Regions from separate parts of the Callithrix jacchus genome. Here region 2 is linked to region 1. The links are chromatin contacts, called in public Hi-C maps. All regions are on one chromosome and are shown on one strand. Each heading gives the region's core, a stretch centred on a gene start, on an enhancer-like site or on the middle of the called end of the contact. The rest is flanking DNA. Distances are from core to core; before and after follow the strand shown.

Region 1 (4,900 bases), core at 1,534-4,033:
ATCTGTTTTACTTGTATTAATAGACTCATTTATTTTGGAGGCAGCCATATGTAGGCAGAAAGGAATTTATATTTTATTTTTCATTTTTTCTTTATTTCTAAATTCCCTGCCATTTGTTTCTCTCACTCACATACTTGGATGGAAACTCAGTTGTTTACAATTTGAAACATAATGCTTTCATTAAAAATAATGCTGTTTGCCATCCCACAAAATTGTATTTTTTCCCCTTGATTGTTTTTTATCACATAAGGAATCTGGGCATTATGTACTACTATCATAAACACTTATTGAAGTATTATTAAAATGATACAATATTAAGTCTAGTGTAAACCTGGATTATATTTAAATTTAGTTACACACTGTGTGTGTATGGTTGGTTCGACATGATCGCATGTGACTTTTCTTTTGTCTAATATCTTTGACTGACTTTTGGATGGCACGTGACAGTTCATAATAGAGAAAGGAGCTTTTATACCACTTCTTCCTCGCTGCAGTACTTTGGGCATGGCTCTGTTCTCTCCTTGTTGGCTATTAGTCTGTGCTCCTTCATCTCCTGCCCTGTCAATCGTGAGATGACAGCTGCAGATTTTACAGGCCCCTTTATGCTGGCAGTTCTCTACCTCTGTTCACTCTCACCTCTCTTTTCAGGTATCCTAAAGAAGAATTTCCTTCCCCAAGTAAATTTCCAAATGACTTCACTTTCTCATTAGGTATCTCATTTTAAATGTTGCTTTGGCAAAATCTTTGGAATCACCATGGCCCTTTCTCGTACATCCCACATCTAGTCTGTCAGTTATGTCATGTTTAGATCCAGAATATAATCAGAGTGTGTCCACTTCTCATGACTCCCTCTTCTCCAAACCCTTCTAATGGCTTCTCCAGAGTCCAAAGTGCCCACAAAATCCTGTGTGTTCTTCACCCAACCCTCCTGGGGTCAGCAGAGTCTGTGCTCAGGGCCACTGCATTTGTTTTCCTCCTGCTTGGTGTAATTTCAGCATGGATCCCTGTGCCTCATCCCTTCAAATACTCTTTCAAATACTCTCCACTCAGAGGTCAGTTTATTAAAAGTTTTTTCCTGACCTTCTTATTGAGAATGTCCCCTTTACTCTGCTTTGTATATTTTTTTCATGTTCTTATAACCGTTTGACACACTGTGCATTTGTTACGTAGCTTCTTCCACTAGAATGTAAGCTCCTTGAAGGCAACAACATTGTCAGGGCTCTATCTTCAGTGCCTAGAACAGTACCTGTCAAGAAGGAGGTACTTAATGTTTATATATTGAATGAACAAGTGCAGAGATGCTTGCACAGTGAGCTGGGGCTCCAGCAGTTTATCAATCCCAAAGATAATTAACCTCTAGAAACATGAAGAGATCCTAAAGATGAGTAACTTGTTTCATTTAAATTATATACACTTTTTAATCTTGCTCTGTTTGCTCTTTACAAATGTACATGCTCTCACTTCAAACAGCCTTCTAGTTCAAGTGTGAAGACCTTAAAAGGGGGGGTTTTTTTTTTTTTTTTTTTTTGAGATGGAGTTTTACTCTGTCACCCAGGCCGGAGTGCAGTGGCACGATCTCGGCTTACTCCAACCTCTGCCTCCCAGGTTCAAGCGATTCTCCTGCCTCAGCCTCCCAAGTAGCTGTTACTACAGGCATATGCCACCACACCTCGCTAATTTTTTTGTGTTTTTAGTAGAGACAGAGTTTCACCATGTTAGCCAGGATGGTCTTGATCTCCTGACCTCATGATCCACCTGCCTCGGCCTCCCAAAGTGCTGGGATTACAGGCGTGAGCCACCGCACCCGACGTAAGGGGGATGATTTTTAAAGGGGAAAATGCTAGATTTGGATATTCGTTAACTTTTGGCAATGGTTAATGTAATGCTAATCTTCAGTGAATTGAATTGAGATACTCAAGAGACTTAATAAAAGTTGCAGAGACTGATACTAAACAAAGGCTTAGAAACATAAATAATTCATTCTCTCCTCTTGTTTCAAATGAAAATAACAGGAGAAAATCATGGCATACACCACGCTGGCTATTTTGGCAGTTCTCTGAGGACTTGCTGCTCTAGCTCTATGTTTATTGGGCAAGATAGCTGCTACCTCCCTCCACACCCCTACATTCTACTTAATAGTTGTAATGTAACAAGTATTGGTTTTTGAGAAAATGGAATTTCTGTTGATTTTTGAAGTCTATTTTTTCTTCCCAAGTAGCCAAATGATAATATTTCAGTATAACAATAATCTACTTGAGAAGCAGATTCCCTGAATAACTTTGTATGAGACTTGTCTACTTTCTTACATATATTTACAGCAGGAATGGCTACAAATAGATGATGATCAAATTAAAATTGTGTATTTGTTAGAAATTAGTGACTTTTGCTTGGAGTAGTAAAAAGTATAGTAACTGCCTTTTAGATTTGGTCAGGCTAAAGGAACAAGAATATAAGAATGCCATGAACGTCCAGGTTGTAACTAGGGGCATTCTTTTAAGTGAGAGCTGTTGGCACGGGATCGTTAGGATGTCACTTTTCCAGCCAGTAACCTCTGTGGCTTATGATGCCTTTGCCTGAGTTTGCTCAGGTCTGCTGGCTTTTTCTGCCCACTCTGCCTGGCAGGCTGCACTTGGCTTGTGCTACTGGCCCGGATCTCATGTCTGCCAAGAGTGAGCTGGGCATGGAGTGGTGAGGGGTTTGTGAGCGACTGCAGGGTCCAGCCACTGTGCATAGGCAGGCATGCCAACTGCGGCGGGGCAGGCAGCTCCAGGCACAGGCACTGGCTCCGTGCAAGGCTGCGGCTGGACCAGGGATACTGCACATTGCTTCCATTGTGGGCAAGGGGGGAACACGGTGTCGCCTGGAAACTGGAGACACCAAGAACCACAGAGCCGCAAAGAGGGTGTCACAGCCTTGGCCTAGGGAACGCCTAGGTCTGGGCTCCCTGAGGGCTGCAGCTCTTCTCTCCTTTTCATCACCTACAATGTGGTGAGCGGGGGAGGGGCCGGTTCACTTCTGTTGGTGTTACAGCTCTTTCAGTCTGGCCATTCTGTGGGTCCCAAGTTCTGGTCTGGCATCCAGGAGGAATGAGGTGTGCAGACAACTGGAGGGTGAGCAAGGTGGAGGGGAACTTCAATGAGCAACAGAACAGTTCTCAGGAGACCTGAAGTGGATAGCTCTTTTCTGCAGGCAGGTTGTCACAGTGAGTGTCCAGTTCTTAGTGGAGAGGAGACCCATAGTGGGTAGCTCCTTTCCACAGGCAGGTGGTCCCGACTAGTGGAGGAGATCCTGAGGGCATTGCTCCTTCCAGCAGCTGGTAGTCGGCTTGTCTTGTCTTGTCTTTTCCTTTCTTTTCTGTCTGTCTTTCGGTTTGTCTTTCTGTCTTTTTGACAGAGTCTGGCTCTGTCGCCCAGGCTGGAGTGCAGTGATGTGATCTTGGCTTGCTGTAGTTTCTGCCTCCTGGGTTTAATCAATTTTCCTGTCTCAGCCTCCTGAGTAGCTGGGACTACAGGCATGCGCCACCACACCTGGCTAATTTTTGTATTTTTTAGTAGATACAGGTTTTCACCATGTTGGCAAGGATGGTCTCCATCTCCTGACCTTGTGATCTGCCCACCTCGGCCTTCCAAAGTGCTGGGATTACAGGTGTGAGCCACCCACCTGGCCCTCCCCACATCTTTCTGAGTCTGGCTGAGTCCAGTGTTTTTATGGTCTCCAGAGGGAGGAAGTTTGTGCTGATTGGTCCATGAACAGTAATGGGTGGCCCTGGAAAAAGCACCATAAGTTGTGATCCCTGGCTGCAGACTCCACCCAGAACTGGCAGCCCAGCAGTTCCCAGGCTTCAGGCTGTCCCTGGCTTGAAGCTGGGGTTTCACCAGGGACCTGTCCCTTCCCACCTAGGAACCTGTCCCCTGCAGTTGTCAATATGTCATCCATGGCACCCAAGGTGTTTGCACAAGAGGCACCTGCAGGCCCCTGCGGAGCTGCCCTCAGCCCTATGGCCTCCCTCTTGTGCTTGTTGGCACCTGAAGTCCAGAGGGGGCCGAGCTGGAGGTGGAGGGTATGGGGGTGCTGGCACCACTCTGAGTATGCACATACTAGGCTGGGTTGCAGCAGTACCTCAACTGGGCTAGAACTTTGCTCCGCACCAGATCAGGCACTGGGAGCAGGGAGAGGCTAGGCACTTCTGAGCCTGCGGGGGTTGTGGGGGGCAGTGGTCCTTCCCAGGCCCCCAAGAGTGCATGGATGTCCTGGTCCAGAACTGTGGCCGCATGGCTACAGCTGCACCTGGGAGCATGGGGCTCCTGTCCTGATAACTCTGTAGAAGTTAGGGCTCCTGCCTGTTTCTGGCCCTTGTGGGCTCTGTGGAGCTCACAGTCCTGGCTGCCCTTTCCCCTCTGCAGCTGTATCAATGCAGTGGCTGCTCCAGACTGGCTGTTGCTGCCATCACTGTCAGTGATCCCAGGGATTCTGGTGATTTAATCACAAAGCACGTGGCACAACAGTTCTGGATTTTCCCGAACGTTATGGAAGTGGTCATAGAGGTTGACCGGCAGTGCAAGGGTAATTACACTAGCAAGAACAACCAGGAAAGAGAATTTGCTGAAAGATCAAATTAACCTGATAAATCTGTTGCTGGTATAAATTTCTTAAAGGGCCTTTCCAGTAAAAACAAATGAAGAAACCATCCTTCTCATGTCTTTATTTTATTAAATACTCAACAAAATTACAGTGTTTCTGCTGGAAGATGTGCCAACTAACTGCTGATGGCTGAACTCTCAAATTCATTATTGGAAGCACAAAAATATGATTTGGAGGAGCGTTAGGTAGAAATTCTCATTGTAGCTTAGTAATAAATGTTAAAGTATTTGATGCTGAGATGCTTTTTATTACATTTTGA
Region 2 (4,492 bases), core at 454-2,953, 290 kb before region 1:
AGATTTGACATACTCAATCTGTAATTTTGTTTTTAATTTCTCTGCTGATCTGAAGAAATTTCACCATAGAAGAATTCCAGTTCGTAAACTGGTATGCGAAATCATTTGTGCGTCTGTCTCATCTCTTCTTTCTTTTACTTTTTTCTAATGGTTTTATATTTTTGCTTTAGGAACTCAAAATCTAAACAAGACAAAAAAGTAAATGATTATAACACCATATGATTGCTGTAAGAATGCCTGGGGAAACAAAAATAAAGGAAGGTCTCACAAGTTAGGTGAAAAAGGTTTGCCCATGAGAAAGAATGGGGAAGATTATAGGTAGCTGAAAACACGCAGACAATCTATGCATACAGCCTATCCAAGCTACATCCATTGTGTATCAAAAAAGGGAAGAGTAGTTATGCTTGGCTGTAGAGTAAGATTAACTTTCTCTTCATTATTCTTCTCTTTTATGAACTTTAACAATAGAGAAAGCATTAATTTAATGATCAGGGATTGTTTTTTAATTTCAGTTTTTAAAGTTAGCTTAGGAAAAACAAACAAAAGACTTATTTTTCTGGTAGAAAGCAGTTTGGGTCATGTTGTAAAATACAGTTGTTAATGATTGGGAAGTAGGCTGCAGAAGTCAAGCTCCAAACAGACTATACTAGGAAAAGGGCTCATAATATTCATCCCGTGTCTCTGTGAGAATCCTAAGCTGGGTGTACTCAGTGTTGCAAGTCTCTTTATCCGTAGAGTCATTAGGCGGAAATTCCCCATGTGGCAGGTACTAGCAGGTCAAATGCTCAAATATAATACCCTTTGGAGTCAGAGAGACCAAGGTTAGTATCTCCACACTACCACTTAACTAGCTCAGTGAGCCTGGGCAAATTAATTAGCCATTTGACTTTTTGATCTGTAAGGTGGAAAAATGCCTACCTCTCAAAATTTTTGGGCATAACAACTTACATAATGTAGGTAATGAACTCAGAACAGTGCCTATCCCCCTGAAAATGACGATTATAATATAAAACGCATTTGTAAATGTAATTGAGAAGCAGATACTGGTTTGCTCTACTGGTTTAGCTAAAGGCTTTAAGCATATAAAACTCCTTTGTCTGCTGGGATGTCAACTTTTTAAAACTTAGATGAGTATAATTTTCTAACACAAGTTCCAAATGTGGAAAGGACATTCTGTATTTGCAGTTAATTCTACCTTTAGAATGATCCTTCTGTAGGATCCACAAATAACCAAGGGACCCAGCCCCTAGATTCTAGCCACTGACAGAAAACTAGGTGGAAGTTTCCCATTCCACCCTGTCTCCTTAATCCAGCGGGCTTTTGAATCAGAGATGTTTTGTGTAGAGATGGGCCTTCTCTCTTCCAGGCCAACTCTGAAGTAACCGCCCTTACCCAAGTTTTCGTTGAGCTGGAATAACGCCAGCAGAAGACTGTAGTAGGTGTGCCTCAAGTGTCCTCAAACAATTCCTGAAGCTTCCAGAATCCTTGTAATAGCCCACTGAACCACCTGCGGCAACTCCACCCACTTCCACACACCTGCTCTTCTTTCTAACCCTGGTACGCAATCCAGCAGCCCGCCTTCGCAGGTGACCAATCAGAGAGAGCGCAGAGTGAGCCGGATGGGGCGGGTCCAGTTTGGCGCTGAGGACGAATCACCTGCCTCAGACAGCATGGGCGGAAGCGGAAAAGAGCTGAAAGTCCTGGTTTGGCCTTGGGTTCCGCTGTAGGGGATGTCCCGTGCGAGTGAATGAGGAGGTCCTAGGGCTTTACCTACTAGCAGAATCGCGCGAAGAGACGCCTGCCAGTGCGGGAGGTAGGGAGCCCGATCCCCAAAGAAAAGAGCGACTGGACAGCAACTGCAAGACAGAACCGGAGTGTGCAGGGTCCCTAGAGGCCGGTTCCTGGTCGGCGCTGCTCTTCTGGAAGCCATGGTGCAGGCAGAGCTCAGGGCAATCCCCAGGTGAGGGCAGCGGCTCTGCCTGGGATTCCACCGCGGTAGAACCGAGTAGATGCGGGGTGGGGAAGAAAGGATGTTGCCTGCAGTGCTCCCCGATAGCACCCTGATCGGCCACATTTGCAGGAGCAGCAGCAGAAGAAGACACAGCGCCGGTCCAGGAGGCGGCTCGAGCTGTTAGTAAAGTCGTCCGACAGCTTTTTCTCCGTAGTATGCGAGTTGACAAAACAGCCAGAGAACCGGGCTCCCCATTACAATCTTTTCAAGCTTTTTTCCCTTGCTAACCGGATCTGATTTGTGCGAAAACATGCCTTGCACTTGTACCTGGAGGAACTGGAGACAGTGGATTCGACCTTTAGCAGTGGTCCTCTACCTGGTGTCCATAGTGGTTGCGGTTCCCCTATGCGTCTGGGAATTACAGAAACTGGAGGTAAGAGGGTTCTGCACCATTGGCCTCTACACTTTCTTCTACCCATCTAAGATTGGGAAGGAGTCACCCTTCCCCCATTTCTGCTTTGACAATCCTGAAAACCATCTAATGTAAACGAGCCCACTCTTAGGATATAAACCTGTCTAGTTTCTTGTTCACGGTTCTTCAAGTCACCCTACAGATGGAGGTGGGACCGGGTCGAGAAAATAGAATATATTGATATGGCTGCTTAGAAGGGCACCGTTTTGCAAGCATTCATCGGTTCCCTGAAAGGTAATTTTATTCCTGAAATCTGATCTGTTCAGATACTGGACTAAAGTAGGTCAAATAAACTACCTTGAAAACCATGTACTGAGTTTTATTAGCTTTTAACTAGCTTCCTGAATCAAAGGATTCTAGTTGTTTTAACTTTAGTGTTTGTTTTTACTGTGGAAATTAGCTCTTACTCAACAAAGGTTTTGCAGAAAGTCCCTTATATATATTTTTGATGTCATATGCTTATTGTGACATCAGTAATATACTCTAAGCTGGAAAACCCAAGGCAAATAACTCCAATATAAATATTATATAATGAACTTTAAATTCGGGGTTAATATAACCCAGCAAGTACTTTTACAGAGAAACACCTATTGCAACAACTATAACAAGACCATAACTATTTTAGGCTCATCTTTATTGTGGAAGTGATTTTTACATATTTAAGCAAACTGTATTTAATATACATTTGTGTTCTCTATTTAGACTAAATTATTTTCTGTTGACTTTCCCATACTATCATAGTCCATATAGTTATTTTAATGGCAGCATAATATTCTGCTACATTAGATAATTTCCCATTTGTTACATATTTAGATTATTCTCACAATTTGTCTATAAAAACTTAGGTATAAGCATCTTAATACAAATGGGATTTTCTTACTTTGAAATAATTCCTTGGAATATGGTATAGGAATTACTTTGAAGGTTAATAATATGCATACTATCAATCCAGTTTAAGGCTTCTCTTAGTTGTTAGTTTCAACTGTAGTTTTTTAGGTGCCACTTTTAAGAAAATTAAGAATTTTTAAGAAAAATTTGAATCTGCAATCTGCGCTGCTAACATTCCTAAGCCAAGTTCTCAGCACGTCTTCCCTAGATTCTTCTCAACACACCAGCCAGAGGAGTAACCAGTTAAAACATGGCACATTAGGTGTGTCCTCTTAAATCACTTCTAGTCTTAAAGGCCAGTATTCTTCACTGTGGCCATCAAGGTCCAACATGATCTGACACCACTCCCACCTGATCCCCCTCTGACTTTTTCTCCTCAAGTCCTAGGCTTCCACTGCATGGCTTTGCTCAAAAATCCCAGGCATGCTCCCTCCTTGAACCTTTGCACAAAGTTTCCCCTTCATAGAACGTCCTTTCCCTAGGTATTATTCTCATTCCTTTATGTTCTTCGGGTCTTTACTCAAATATCACCTGACTACTCTATTTAACATTGTAAACTTCCCCTTCCTAACTCTTCATATTCCTTTCTCTGCTTTATTTTTTTTTCCATAGGACTTACCACCATCTACCACAATACATATTTTACTTCATTTTCTTTCCCCCTCTTTCTGCCCAAATGACTAATACTTGAATACATGACTGAGTCCCAGTGATAAATCAGGCTTTGTATACTGTATGAGAGAACACTTACCTCCATAGAACCTACTGGTGGAGACAAAGGGAACTAACAAAAACAAGTCAATAAAATTGTATAAAATGCTGTGGAAGAAACCAGAAAAGATCTGAGAAGTTAACAGGCAAAGCAATCTAATTGTATAACTTCAAAAGACCACTCTACCAGCTATGGAAAATAAAGTGGGAGTGAAGTGAAGTGAGAAAGCTCTTTATGGTAGTGAGAGGTGGTGGGTGCCTGGGCTTTTGATGGTTTATGGCCCCAGTAAGGATAGCAGGAGTAGAAATGGAAAACTGAATTGTAAGTATCTTTAAAAGTGAGCAAACAAGACTTGGCAGGAGATTGGGTTCCAGAGGAGAAAGAATGAGAAAGGAAGAAATCAAAGATGATTCTGAAGTTTTTGGTTTGAACAACTATGTAAATGGTGGTGCCAATTACTGAGATAGAA

What was found. A called contact is a pair of places that touch in the nucleus more often than the background predicts.
Region 2: a contact with region 1 is called in a Hi-C map of skeletal muscle, with 2.4 times the contacts expected there. The contact joins the promoter of TMEM184C here to the enhancer-like site in region 1. A contact is called at or near these places in 2 of 3 Hi-C or Micro-C datasets (both in skeletal muscle).

What each region holds. Positions count from the first base shown.
Region 1 is chr3:48,981,399-48,986,298 of calJac240_pri, reverse strand. The region is part of intron 3 of ARHGAP10 (Rho GTPase activating protein 10); the gene reads left to right. Among named protein-coding and RNA genes, the nearest start is that of ARHGAP10, 150 kb to the left of the region's middle. Within about 2 kb of position 2,783, at least 2 of the 16 cell types and tissues checked have an H3K27ac peak or open chromatin away from gene starts, as enhancers often do. A contact at or near this core is called in skeletal muscle, where this site is marked.
Region 2 is chr3:49,268,224-49,272,715 of calJac240_pri, reverse strand. TMEM184C (transmembrane protein 184C) reads left to right here and starts at 1,703. Exons shown (of 11, transcript XM_078366444.1): 1 at 1,703-1,960; 2 at 2,081-2,384. The coding sequence starts at 2,262. It overlaps LOC144581741 (a long non-coding RNA gene), which reads right to left and starts at 1,596. Exons shown (of 3, transcript XR_013532869.1): 1 at 1,393-1,596.